Regions from separate parts of the Zea mays genome. Here region 2 is linked to region 1. A link is a contact called in public Hi-C data. All regions are on one chromosome and are shown on one strand. Each heading gives the region's core, a stretch centred on a gene start, on an enhancer-like site or on the middle of the called end of the contact. The rest is flanking DNA. Distances are from core to core; before and after follow the strand shown. Region 1 holds the start of LOC100286026. Region 2 holds the start of LOC100381567.

What was found. Hi-C and Micro-C count contacts between places; a contact is called where the count stands out from the background.
Region 2: a contact with region 1 is called in a Hi-C map of leaf, with 5 times the contacts expected there. The contact joins the promoter of LOC100381567 here to the promoter of LOC100286026 in region 1. A contact is called at or near these places in 4 of 25 Hi-C or Micro-C datasets (endosperm, leaf, leaf mesophyll and 1 more).

The regions. Positions count from the first base shown.
Region 1 is chr4:33,511,788-33,518,382 of Zm-B73-REFERENCE-NAM-5.0, forward strand. LOC100286026 reads right to left here and starts at 4,641. Exons shown (of 13, transcript NM_001158914.2): 1 at 4,345-4,641; 2 at 4,053-4,254; 3 at 3,877-3,956; 4 at 3,561-3,788; 5 at 2,663-2,788; 6 at 2,502-2,582; 7 at 2,189-2,330; 8 at 1,905-2,083; 9 at 587-742. The coding sequence starts at 4,434.
Region 2 is chr4:33,656,861-33,664,166 of Zm-B73-REFERENCE-NAM-5.0, forward strand. LOC100381567 reads left to right here and starts at 5,692. Exons shown (of 2, transcript NM_001174392.1): 1 at 5,692-6,207; 2 at 6,764-7,306. The coding sequence starts at 7,133. LOC100276817 reads right to left here. Exons shown (of 3, transcript NM_001150526.1): 3 at 3,557-4,055. The coding sequence ends at 4,012.

The DNA of each region.
Region 1 (6,595 bases), core at 3,391-5,890:
GGCTTTCTTATCAGCTTGTTTTTAAAAATTTCCATCATTTTTGTTACCTGGCCTTACATGGCTCAAATGGCTAATTAGATAGCATTGCTTTTAATATCTAGCCAAAAAGGACTAATCACTTATTACAGGTACAATCCATTCACAGAGCTAAGCTACGACCAAGTGAAACTGAAACCTGGTTACAAGCAAAGAAAATTGAATAGAACATTAGCTGTAAGCAGATCCAATAACTGATCAGTATAATGAATGTATCACAAGGAATCAAGGATGTATTTTAGAAGACACATTATAGCAGACTCAGAATGTATTTCAGAATACAAATTATAGCGGACTCCATAGCCCACGAGCAGAACTGTCCATGACGCACCAAAAAAATGTCATTGCTATAAACAGGAAGCATGTTTAGATTATGTCAATAGTGCAAACATGAAACATTTATGATTCAAAACCATCTTCCTGCAAAAGAGGGGGGGGGGACTGTACCAGAAAGGCAATTAACAATGACACAACCAAAGCACCATGTGTTACTCAATAGAACTTACGAGAAAAGCATGATATAGCACAAAAACTAGTGAAATTTGCATACCCCTGACTTGTATTTCGCAGAATGAGAAGCTAATTTGTTGAAAAGTTGCATCAATTGAACTGGACTCTCTTTTTCATACCGCAAAGCATAGAGCATTACTAATCGTAAGCGGTCAATATCAGATACGCTTTCATTGTTTAGCAAGGAAGTGACAGCCTGAAGAAAACAGGTAAACAGCTGTAAGAAGAGGCATAGTTTTGACCTGTACAGAGGTAGCAATAAAGCAAAACAGAGTACATTAGCATTTTTTTAGTTAACATCAAATACTAAAGCAATGAACTTAGGAAGCTTGCAACCATTTTTTTCCAAAGCCCACAGTTACATTAAATAAGACATGCAAAAGCATAAAGATGGGTTCTGAACAATTTTGAGCACTCAGTCAGTACACTTCTGTACAGAAAGACCCCAGATCCTCAATGCCACCTTGGACACACAGATATAATCGTATCATTAGCACAAAAGAGAACAACTTTAGTTAGTACTTCTGTACAACTGGTAGATTCAAACCCTCAATGTTAGAGTGGACACACTAACCAGTTCAACACAAAAACTTAAGCTACTAAGAGAACGTAGGCAATCCACTTATACACTTCAACAGATACTATTTGCCTCCAGGAAACAAAGATGGAGTGTATTTCTGCCACTCTGTGTTTGTACAATCTGTGGATGCTAGTGGAGGGATCATTATAGCATGAAAGCAAAATTTTGGCCCTGTTGGGAATTCTCAAGTAGATGTTCATTGTGCTTTTATCCAATTCCTCCTAGTTGATGGCAAACCATGGTGGCTCATGTGTATGGGCCACAAGAAACCACTTCCTTTCCTGTAATGTCTGCTTTTTTAGAATGACTGACTCGCTAAATGATCGACATCTCAGCTATTCTCATGAACGACTAAGGCTAAAAAGATGGAATGACTGAGTATCCATAGAATGATTGAGTTTGTTCACTTCTTTTCTGTAACACCTATTTTTATAGAATGACTGACTCGATAAATGACTTGTATCTCAGTAATTCTCATGAATGAGAAGGATAAAAGATGGAATGAATGACTCTGATGAACTCTAGGATAAATATGTCAAGTGGGATCTAGTTTTGAAGCTTTCATCGCGACGAACACAATGGTGAAATCGGTTTCAAATTTTGACACTCCGTTTAGTAGATATTATTTTTTTAAGTGGAACACAAAGCCATGTATAGATACGTCCTTTTTTGGGAGAGTGGGAGGAAGGTTTATTGATGGGCGTGTGCGCACGAGACAGGTTAGGGGGAAGCTGGTGCCAAATAGCATATGTATATATATGGTCATGAAAATGCATACCTCAAAGGCTGCTGCTTGTCCACTAGTACATGCTAGCTCTTGTTCTGTCTGTGAAACTAGCATAAGTTTCCTTTCCTCCACAATTCTGCTCAGCTCGCTCACCAAATTTACATGTTTCGTTACATTTCCATGTGTCTTTCGATATTCAGGATAGTTGCTCACAAACTTTGCCATGTCACCTAAAACCACTAACACATTAGATTTTGCAAAATCATATTGGCATGTTACATTTTTAATGTTTTATTTATGTCACATGATATAATGCAAAATGAAGTCTAAATTACCTATGCTCTGGAGATTAAGGCTGCTCTTGGAAAGATGTTGAAAATCATCTACCATTCTTTTGAGGTTCATACCAAGGTCCCCAAAGTTCTCAAACATGTTAGCTCTAAAAAAATCGTCTTGAACCGATGATAGAACAACCTCCTATGTAAGTACAATTGAAATGGATCATCATCAACAACAACAACAACAAACAAACAAACAAAGCCTTTTAGTCCCAAGTAAGTACTAAGTACATTTGAAATGGCTCAACATCCAAAATTACTTAACAATTGTTTCATCGTATTACATAAGAGAAATACAAAATTTATTAACCTGCTGGTCTTTAGGAATATTAGCAAATCCCATAAGGTCCACCTTGTTGTTCTCGATTCCAATAAGCTCATGAACCATAGCCTGCAATCCATAGAAGACCAATTGTAAAATAAGAAAAGTACATTTGAACAGGAAAAACAGATAAGATCTTTTCAGGTTACCTGGTATGTCCACTGGTTAAGTAAAGGCGTAACAGGATCATCCCTTCTGTCGATCACCAACAACAAAGAAGAGTTTTCTGTTCGTCTAAAATCAAACAGGCCACTTTCCTGCTCATACATCAATCTCTGCATAGCCCAAATTATAAGTGCTTAAGAACAAGTTTCATAGGTTTTCATTTCAAATAAATATTCCAATTGAAATCGTTATTGGTTTTCTGTCACAAAACATGAAGTGGATTACAGAAGATATTTTGCCGTTCCTCTTCTACAAATTGAACTTATTCGAGCTTGTAGGTTAAGAACTTAAGAAGTGTATAATGAATGGTGCTAGTGGACTGAATAAAGAAAAGAACGCTTGTGTCGCACTCCGGCACTCACATTTATGAATATATCACACATGCATGATAACACTCAAAAAGCACCCAAACAATAAAAATAACTCCAGATGCCACCTCTTACATTTATACTATTCCACGTTTTTAGATGACAGAAGATAATTATACCCTTCTGGCATTCCATGTCTATGTAGCATTCTTATTGCTTGTGAAATAGTCGAAGTCATAGCTATTTCCCTAGTTCAACACAAATTTTAAGGTAATGACCTAAGTGTTAAACAAGTTGTGGTTCTCTAGTTTTCCTATTATCGTAGTTAGTTGAAAGCGTCTCTGGCTGAACCATAGTAGAAAAGCCTTACTAGAATTAACGAAAAAAAACCATAATAACTAATGTGCCACATAACAAATCTAAACTAAGCCCATGTGAGTTAGCACCCTGAAATGTGTTGGAGTAACAAAAATCTGAAGAGCTGCGATTGATTAGCACAGCATATGGAACCTTTAAATTGATAGTCTAGTTTTGGGACTTGAATAGCAATGTTTTGCAATGACAGTTGACCCACCGCAGTTTCTTGTGCAATCCTTTTTGCAACATCTGATGTCCTCTGATATCTAATAACAGGGCGGCGCTTCAAAGCCAAGAAGACAGAAGCAATGCCGTCGACGGCTCGATCACAGAAGCCTTGCATACCAGGAGGGTCGACCACTGTTGGGAGCATATACATGTGGTTATTTTGTATGTTGAGAGTGAAATGGTATGGGTCAATGGCACAAAAATCAGCATAGAACTCCTGAAAAATAAATATACATAAGCTAGTGTCATCCTCAGCATTTGAATTTGCCATTCTAATAAGTAAACGGATTGTATGGAACATTGACCTGAACTTGCTGCACAACCTCCTGTTCATCCGAGTCAGCAAGTATTTGAATCTGCGGGACCTTCAATATACTGGAGAAGACTGCAAAGGCATAAACCATTAATAAAAAAATGAGAACCAAGTCAATCAACTCCAGAGAACAAAAATTCCACAGCAATTCGGTGACTAACGACGCACATAGGTGGTACTCGGCGAAGCGCGGCATGGCGAGTTGCCTGCGGAGCTTCTGGACGTTGTTAGCGGAGGGTCGGAGGAAGTAGACGGCCTTGAGGTGCGCCATGGACTCCCTGGAGCTGGAGGCGTTGTCCATGGTCTCGACGAGGAAGACCTCCTTCCGCAGCAGATCCGACTGGCTGTACACCACGCTCACCATCCCAACCTGGGAGGGCACGGATCTGGTCAGATCAAAAATCGGGGAGGAGCGGGCCGCGAGCCGGAGCTGAGGTCTCCCGGGGGAGGGCGCACGTACGGTTTGGGGGTCGAGGACGAGGACCTTCATGCCCGGGATGTCGTGGAGCATGCGGTCGATGTAGTCGCGGACGAGAGTGATCAGCACCATTGATGATGCGGAAGCCGCAGCCGCAGCCGCGGTGGCTTTGGTATGGTGGGGTGGGGATCGGAGTTGGGTCCCCGGCGGCGAGGTACCAGAAGTCAGAAGGAGGTAGCCGAGATTTCACGGTGACAGATGTTGTAGTGGGGAAGAAAGGAACGAGAACCCTCACCGGCTCGGCTCGTTTGGCAGCCGGATGGCAGGCACACTGGTCAGACACCACTGGTGGGACCAATTCCAGCGATTTGTTCCTTGTGCAGCAGTTACCCGCGGGTAGAGAATGGCTGTCTTAATTTGTGTCTTAGAGTGCATCTAAGAGGGTGAATGTAAAAAAACTCAAGACATGTACCTTGACGAAGACACAGTGTCTTAGCTCTATGTTCGAGACAGGAGATTAGCTGATTGGTCACTTTAATTTATTGAATGCTCTGATTGGTACTGTCGGGGACCATAATTAGGGGTACCCTCAAGACTCCTAATTCTCAGCTGGTAACCCCCATCAGCATAAAGCTGCTAAGGCCTGATGGGTGCGATTAAGTCAGGGATCAGTCTATTCGAGCGACTCGATCACGCCTCGCCCGAGCCTAGCCTCGGACAAGGGCAGCCGACCCCGGAGGATTTCCGTCTCGCCCGAGGCCCCCCTCCGACGGCGAACATATTTCCGGCTCGCCCGAGGCCCTGCCTTCGCTAAGAAGCAACCCTGACTAAATCGCCGCACCGACCGACCAAATCGCAGGAGCATTTAATGCAAAGGTGGTCTGACACCTTTATCCTGACGCGCGCGCCCCGGTAGAGCCGAAGTGACCGCCGTCACTTCGCCGCTCTACTGACCAGCCTGACAAAAGGACAGCGCCGCCTGCGCCACACCGACTGCGGTGCCACTTGACAGAGTGAGGCTGACAGGCAGTCAGGCCCTGCCGAAGGCACCACAGGGAACTCCGCTCCGCCCGACTCAGGGCTCGGACTCGGGCTAAGTCCTGGAAGACGGCGAACTCCGCTCCGCCCGACCCAGGGCTCGGGCTCGGGCTAAGTCCCGGAAGACGGCGAACTCCGCTCCGCCCGACCCAGGGCTCGGACTCAGGCTAAGTCCCGGAAGACGGCGAACTCCGCTCCGCCCGACCCAGGGCTCGGACTCGGGCTAAGTCCCGAAAGACGGCGAACTTCGCTCCGCCCGACCCAGGGCTCGGACTCGGGCTAAGTCCCGGAAGACGACGAACTCCGCTTCGCCCGACCCTAGGGCTCGGACTCCGCTCTGACTTCAGCCGACGACCTCCGCCTCGCCCGACCCAGAGGCTCGGACTCGGCCTCGGCCACGGAAGACAGACTCGACCTCGGCTTCGGAGGAGCCTCCACATCGCCCAACCTAGGGCGCAGGCCAGTCACGTCAACAGGAGGCGCCATCATCACCCTACCCCGAGCTGACTCGGGCCGCAGGGAACAAGACCGGCGTCCCATCTGGCTAGCTCCGCCAGATAGGCAATGATGGCGCCCCGCATACTCTATGACGACGACGGCTCTCAGCCCCCTTACGGAAGCAAGAGGACGTCAGCAAGGACCCAACCGCTCTGATAGTTGTCCCTCCGCCAGGCTCCATCGCTCCTCCGACGGCCACGACATCACACCAGCTGGGTGCCAAAATCTCTCCGGCTGCCACAACGGAATGTACTTAGGGCACTAGCTCTCCTCCGCTAGACACGTAGCACTCTGCTACACCCCTCATTGTACACCTGGATCCTCTCCTTACGCCTATAAAAGGAAGGACTAGGGCCCTCTTAGAGAGGGTTGGTCGCGTGGGGACGAGACAGGCGCTCGCTTGGAGCCGCTCGCTTCCCTCTCCCGCGTGGACGCTTGTAACCCCCTACTGCAAGCGCACCCGACCTGGGCGCGGGACGAACACGAAGGCCGCGGGATTCCCACCTCTCTCACGCCGGTCTCCGGCCGCCTCGCTCTCCCCCCTTCGCGCTCGCCCTCGCGCTCGACCCATCTGGGATGGGGCACGCGGCGACACTCACTCGTCGGCCTTAGGGACCCCCCGGTCTCGAGACGCCGACAGTTGGCGCGCCAGGTAGGGGCCTGCTGCGTGTTGACGAACAGCTTTCCGTCAAGCTCCAGATGGGCAGTCTCCAGCAACCTCTCCAACCCAGGACGGTGCTCCGTTTCGGGAGTCTTG
Region 2 (7,306 bases), core at 4,442-6,941, 150 kb after region 1:
TTTAGGGTACCGATAACATCCTTTGTACTATCCTAGGGAACGAGGGACTTACAATGTAATGTGTTTAATATCTCGCTTAATATCTTGCATCCTAGGGAACGAGGGACTTACAATGTAATGTGCTTAATATCTTGCATCGTTAGGCGTGAGGATCCTTAATATCTTGCATCGTCAGGTTCCCCAAGGCATGACAGACCTTGAGGCTTATACCGTCAACATGAGGCCTCCTAAGGGTTTACAATATTAAGTGCATCGGGGCATGAGGGGCTCCGGAGGTGTACATCGTCTCTGACTCGGGTGTGAGGTGTTCTAAGAGCATCTCCAACAACGTGACCTATAAAAATACCCTATAATTTGAAAATAAGTATATTTTATAGAATTTAGGGCACCAACAAAACATCTCGCTCCAACAGTAAAACCCCAAATCTAGATTATAGGGCAGTCCACTATGGTGTAGTATATTTGAGTCACTTGAAAGGGTGCCCTATAGTTTTTTGACAAAAAATTATGAAATAGGACACTGTTGGAGTAGTTTTTCCTGTGTAGAGCCCCATATTTCAATTTGGGGCACTAGTTTGAGGCATTGTTGGAGATGCTCTAAGGGCTTATACCATCAGGTTCCCTAGTGTGCGAAGGTTCAGGATAATTACACTGTTAGGTACCATGGGACACGAGGGGTCCTAGATGCTTACACCACTAAATGTCGGAGGTTACATCGTCATGTGCCCCAGGGCATGAGGAGCCCGAGGGCTTATACCTCACGGGACCCAGAGGTTTAAGTTTGCATATCACATGATATGGTCCTAATGACTCGGTTTAGAGGATATCCCGTACAAACCAACTCAGAGCCGGAGCCCACCTTGACACGAGCCTAAGGGTTAATTTGGTGACAAGGGGATCCTGTGAGGATCGGAGGGGATTGAGGGGGAAATGAACTAATTTCCCCCTCAATCCCCTCCGATCCTCCCGGGATCCCGGATCACCAAATCAGCTCTAAGGAGGTTTGCAGGCCACGGGCTCCGAGAGTAGTAACTCTTTTATGGTAGGCTTTGGAGTTAGCTTCTCTGTTAGGATCTTTGATTGTGTCTTGGCAACAGCTAGAAGTATGACATTTTCTAGACGCTAACAACTATACTAATATAATTAATAAAAAATCTAATAATACTTATTTGATATCACCGATGTTATTGTTTTATTATAAAAAATCTAACAATACTTATTTGCTTTGGCCTTAAAAAGAGTTAGAAAATTGTATAGTTTAAGATGGAGAGAATACGGTATGTATTTTTTAGTTGTAAATTTAATTAAACTTCAGATATATATGGATCTAGCAACATTCTAAAACTACATATATCTTTTATAGTCGGACGGAGTAAATATGAGTACTTTGAATAACCTTTCCTGCAGCTCTACGTCGCATCATTCCATCAGTTTATACCCACCCATCCAATTGCTATTCAAGAAATAAATAACACACACACACACATTGAGATCTTTTGGAACGTAGTAATTTTACGGGATCTTCATAGCGCGGTTACTTCATTTTCACAGAAACGTACAGAGCAGAAAATTTTGCAATGTTCTGAAGGAGAGGCTCGGTATAAACACCAGAGCTATTGGACACGAGTACATACATGACCACGGATAGGAATAGGGTAGGGTAGCTGCTGACGCAAGGCGAGCCACCGCCTAGGGCAGCTCGTTGGGTCTGTTTGTTTCGGCTTCTGGCAGCTTCTAGCCACCAAAATCTGCTGTGGACTGCTAAACGCTCAGTTTTTCAGCCAGCTTCTATAAAATTCGTTGGAGCAAAAACCATCCAAAATCAACATAAACACATAATCGGTTGAGTCGTTGTAATAGTAGGAATCCGTCACTTTCTAGATCCTGAGCCCTATGAACAACTTTATCTTCCTCCATACGTAATCGTAATGATACTTAGATTCTCCTTACAGCCAGATTCTCCACACAACTAAATTTTTAGAAAAGCTGGTCAGAAAAAAGTTGAACCAAACAGTACCGTTGTCTAGGGATTTCGAATCAGTACCCGTGGGCTCCGCTAAAGCATCTTGCCGCTACGTACAACAACAACACTGTCAAGACAGTGGACAAACTTCTGCCTATCTTTGGAGGCATGCAGAGCAGCTGGAAACGAAATGGAAATGCCGTGTCATGCCCATGTCCCTGTCACCACTGTTTTTGGATCCTTCTCGTCGGCTTCGAATTGCTGCTGCCTGCTGGGGATGGATGGGGCGGCTCTAGAAAAAAGGTTGGCCTTTTCAGTCAGTCATGCCATCAACCTGGCCCTAGAACTCAACATGTGCAGTTGTGTGTGATCTGATTATTGGACGAGAAAAAACATTAACAATCCTGGGATGATGAACATGGACATTACGTTCTATTCCCTCCATCGTGGAATTGGTGCATTATGTCCTTTTAACTTTATACTGATACATAAATGCATTTTATGTGGTGCGTATACTCAGATTTCACAAAGTTTATGAAAAAGGAAACCATAATTTAGGGCCTGTTTGTTTACCCCCAGATTATATAATCTGGATTAAATAATCCTAAGAGGCAAACAAACAGTCCGGCTTATTTATCTAGATTATATAATCTAACCCCTTGGATTATGATAATCCATAAGCAAGTGAGGAGGTGCTTATTTCAGATTATTTTTTCTCACTTCCCCACTACCCTTTCAAGTTTCCTAGAAATTACCCACCATTGCCATTATAATCCACCGAATCGTTTTTGCGCCTAGTACTAGTCAATTTGGGGATGAAGAAGGTGACATGAATGCCTTCCGTGATAATATTGCTAATACAATATTTGCCAATGTCAATTGAATTATTTTATATATATATATATGAGTTTCAACCTAGTACAAATATAGAGGGCATTCTTGTCTTCCTCATACAAAAGAATCCTATTAACAACTCAAATAATCTGGGTAAACAAACAGGACTAATCAGATTATATAATCCAGATTATATAATCCTCCAAAAATAATCCAGATTATATAATCCATGGGGGTAAACAAACAGGCCCTTAATGAGAAACTCCTTAATTAGGTTTATGGGTGCATGTGTCATTTGAGTATTCTCTCAGGACATATTTGAATATACTAAAGCTAATAGCTAGCTAGATAAAAAATTGGTAGTAGAATTAGTTTGCTAACTATTAAATGAGTTTAGCTAGGTTGAACATGTTAATAGACTAATTGGTAGTTGATAGTGTACCTAATAGTTAGCTAGAAATTAAGATCTCACTATGAAGCACGGGCACTTACAAGGTTTTTGAAAAAAATCGTCATTTTCCAACTTCTAGAAAATCGGAGTGAAGAGGCCTCAATTCTGACAGAAATTTGGCAACAGACACCCCCTCCAAAAAAAAAATACTCGAAACAAGGAGGTTCAAAAACATATTGGCAGGAAGGATTATTTCGAAGATGCACACTGGGCTGCCCGTTGTACAACCTAAACTTTCACTCGTTTGGTGAAAATATCAAGCAACGAAGGGAGGGATGTCCTGTTAGCTTTATCAGCACACAAATTGTTGCAACCAAGATTTTCAGTCCATGACTAAAAGGTAGACGCAATTAACATTTCTGACGTGTCAGGATCAAAGTACAGGCAAAATCAGCCAGATCTATTCTTGCCATCATTTCATCACCCAACGGAGATGACGATGGCAAATACAACTCGCTGGTTTACTTTTTCTACAATATTTTGTCTCTATTAATTACAATTGCAGCAGTCTGAACAGCTAGGTTAAAGCCGCAACGAACAGAATAGATGTTACTTCGCAGAACCATTCACCATTACTTCCACATGACGCTTTCAGCAGTTTCATGTTCTGAAACTGAATCAGTAGAGCGCATCAGATCTAACAACAATTACAGGAAAGCTATTGAACTTTAAAAAACCATGAGCCAGTTCTCATGTCACAATATCAGGGGCAGAATGTTTTTGGTTCCTGAACCGATGAATTTCGACGTTGTCAGAAGTTCCGCTATCGTACTCCTCTACAGAATGCATACACCAATGCAGCAGCAGCTGAATTCCCAAGAGAACAAGAAAGTCAATGAGATAACTAGGCATAATATCCTGGGTATTGCAGAAGTTAGAGCTAATCAATAGTGGAGAAAAATGGATAAGAGTAGGCAGTCAGCTCCAAGATAAACATTATTGGCTAACAAGCAGAACAATTGAATTATCTGAACTGAGAGATCAAATTATGGGTGTTAAGGCTCATATTAGCCCATATACCTATCTATATATATGAGAGTCCTCAGGGGATATCATCAACAATGGCCCTGTTTGGATCCAAGGGTTAGAGCTAGTTTGGGCTAGTTTGCGCCAAACTAGCCCAAAAGTAGCCAAACAGGAGGGCTAGAGCCAGTTTTTTGCAACTAGCCCATCCCAAAAAACTCTCCCCACCAAGGGGTGATTATTGGGGCTAGTTTGTTGGAAGAACCACCAAAATCCTTTTTTCTCTCTTATCCTTCCGCACGGGATCCGCACGTTCCTGGGTCCATTTCTTTTCTTCGATACGCAGAGAAGGACCGGCGCCGCCGTCCTCGAACCGAAGAAACGCCGCCGTCCTCGAGCAGGTCAGCCGTCGCCTCCCTCCGTTCCCTCAGCCTCCTCCTCCCTCTTTTCTTGATCCATGGAAAGGTAGTGGAGGGGCACGGCTGGCCACATTGGAAAGAACAGGAAAACAACGGATTTGTTTTGGCTAATTTCTTATTGAATGCATTTTCGACTATTATAATTTACTAATTTATCTACTGTGATTGGCTCATTTTGTTACTGCATATGCAGCCTCACCGTTGCCATGGACGGCGATGCCTTCGACCTCAACTCGCAGGCGCCGGAGACTGATGGTTTCCCGGGGCTTCAGCTATACGGCAACATCCTGTCCGACTCTGATGGTCTGTTCGATGGCCGTGCCAGCGGCTCTGTGCTTCCTTCGTATCGCCCACCGCGTGCCACACAAGAGTTTATTTGTGTTATTTGTGTGTGGGAGAAGCCACACAAGAGTTTGCCACACAAAATCCGGATAAGGAAAGATTTAAATGAGACAAATGATTATAAAATAGCATTTATTGTAAACTAGCCCTTCGATCCAAACACGTAGAGGTATAGATGTCCAAAAAGCACGAGGCCCGTGAGCCCGGCACGAAGCCCGCTTTTTGGGCCCGGTCCGAACCCGGCACGGTAGAATAAGCGGGCGGGCTTGGACAGGAAACTAGGCACGGCGGGCTAGCCCGGCACGGCCCGTTTACCTCTAAGCACGTTAAGCCCGGTTTTTTTTACACTAAAACGTGCTTACCGGCCCGTTTAGCCCGATTTTCGGCCCGCTTTTTTCGTGCTAAACGGGCCGGCCCGGCCCGTTTAGGCCCGCTGCGGGCCGGGCTTGGACAGAAAATTAAGCCCGCTGGCACAGCAGGCCCGGCCCGATTTTTGGCTGGGCTTCACCAGGCCCGGACCGGACCGGGCCGGGCGGCCCGTTTGGCCATCTCTACGTAGAGGGCTAGAGCTAGTTTGGGATAGAGTTAGAGCTAGAAACTAGCTCTAGCTCTAGCCAGGCTTGAAGGATCCAGGGCCAATGTCTCAATCTCCCGGTACGTGATTTACGTAACATGGTATAAAAGAGCTAATTAGATCCGGCTTATTAGCCGCCGATCCTGACTCCTCGTCGGCGCCGTCGCGACTCCACCTTTGGGCCGCTGTCGCGGTTCGTCGGTCGCCGTCGCGTCTCCTCGTCGGGTGTCGTCGCGCCTCCACTTTTGGCCGCCGTCGCGGTCTTGCCTCTTCACTCAGCCGTCGTCGCGGCCTTCCACGTCTGCCACCGGCCTCTACTCCGCGATCTCTGGTGGCGCGCGTCTCCACCGGCGGCCAGATTTTTTTTTCTTTCCTCCCCGCTCGGACCGTCCCGCCCCGGCTGTCTCTGCTCCGCCCGGTTGTCTTCTCTCACCGGCGTCCGGACAAGGGCGGCGCCAAACGCCACCACAAGGTTCAGCGCGTCAACACGCAGGCTCTGCTCCGCCTGGATCTCGCGCCCCGGCCTCTGCTCAGCGATCTCACGCTCAGGCCCGCAAGCTCTGCTCTGTCACATCGTCCAGACGAGGCTTTCTTCATCCTCGGTCAAGATCCAGCCCTCTGCTCCGCCGATGGCTCCTGTCTGCATCAAGCTGGTCCTCTGGTCAGTTTGGATACTGCTGGGTTTTTCCTTCCCTACAAGTTTGATTGAAACAACCTTCAGTGCTAGTATAACATATCACACACTAATACAATTATTATCAACATCACTTTGAATGGTCAAAATTACCATGAACGGTCCTTCTGTGTAGAAACTGCTTTGCGAGGTCATGGTCTTGCTTTTCATTTGATTGATGATCTACCTGTGCCTACTGCAAATAACATTAATGCTTCTGAAATCAAGACTTAGACAATTAATGATGGAAATGTGATGGCTGATATTGTTAACAGTGTCAAGCCATCCATGATTATGAGTCTTTCTTCATTCAAGACTGCAAAAGCTATGTGGTTTTATTTACAGAAGCGTTATGTTCAAGATAGTGGTGCTCTTCTTCATACTCTTATGTAGAAATACATTTAATAGAGCAACATGATCTGTCCATTGATAATTATTATTCAGCTTTTGATCGCCTGATGGATCCTTTAATGTCTATGGTTCCTTCATGCACTGCTGATGATTGCACTGCACATAAGTTCATTGAAAAATTCTTCACATACAGATTTTTTATGGGTCTCAAGACAGATTTTGAGGCTATTCGTACCAGATTGCTTCATAGATCTGCAAGTCTGACCATGACAGAGGCTTTATCTGATTTGCTTGCTGAGGAGACTCGCCTCTCATCTATGTTTGTACCTCATACTCATGTGTCCTATAAAGTGTTAGCAACTTCTCACAAGTATGGTGGAAAAGGTGGCTACTTTGAGCCTTGCAAGCATTGCAACAAGACTACACATCGGTCTGATCAATGTTTTCTTAAGTATCCAGAGAAGTTAGCGGAGTTTCGTTCTCACCGTACTAATCAAGGGCATGGGCCATCCAAGGGTTCAGTGTGAGTTGCTGCTATCTCTGGCAGTGCTTCTCCGTCCACATGGGTTGGGTTGTTGATTCTGGTGCCTCATTTCATGTAACTTTAGATCAATCTCAGTTGGATACATGTGCAACAGTCACTAATGGGTCTTCTGTTCAAATGGTTGATGGTACTTCCTGCTCTGTAACTCACAAGGGCTCCCTCTGTACCTCCCAGTTTTCTATACCTGATATT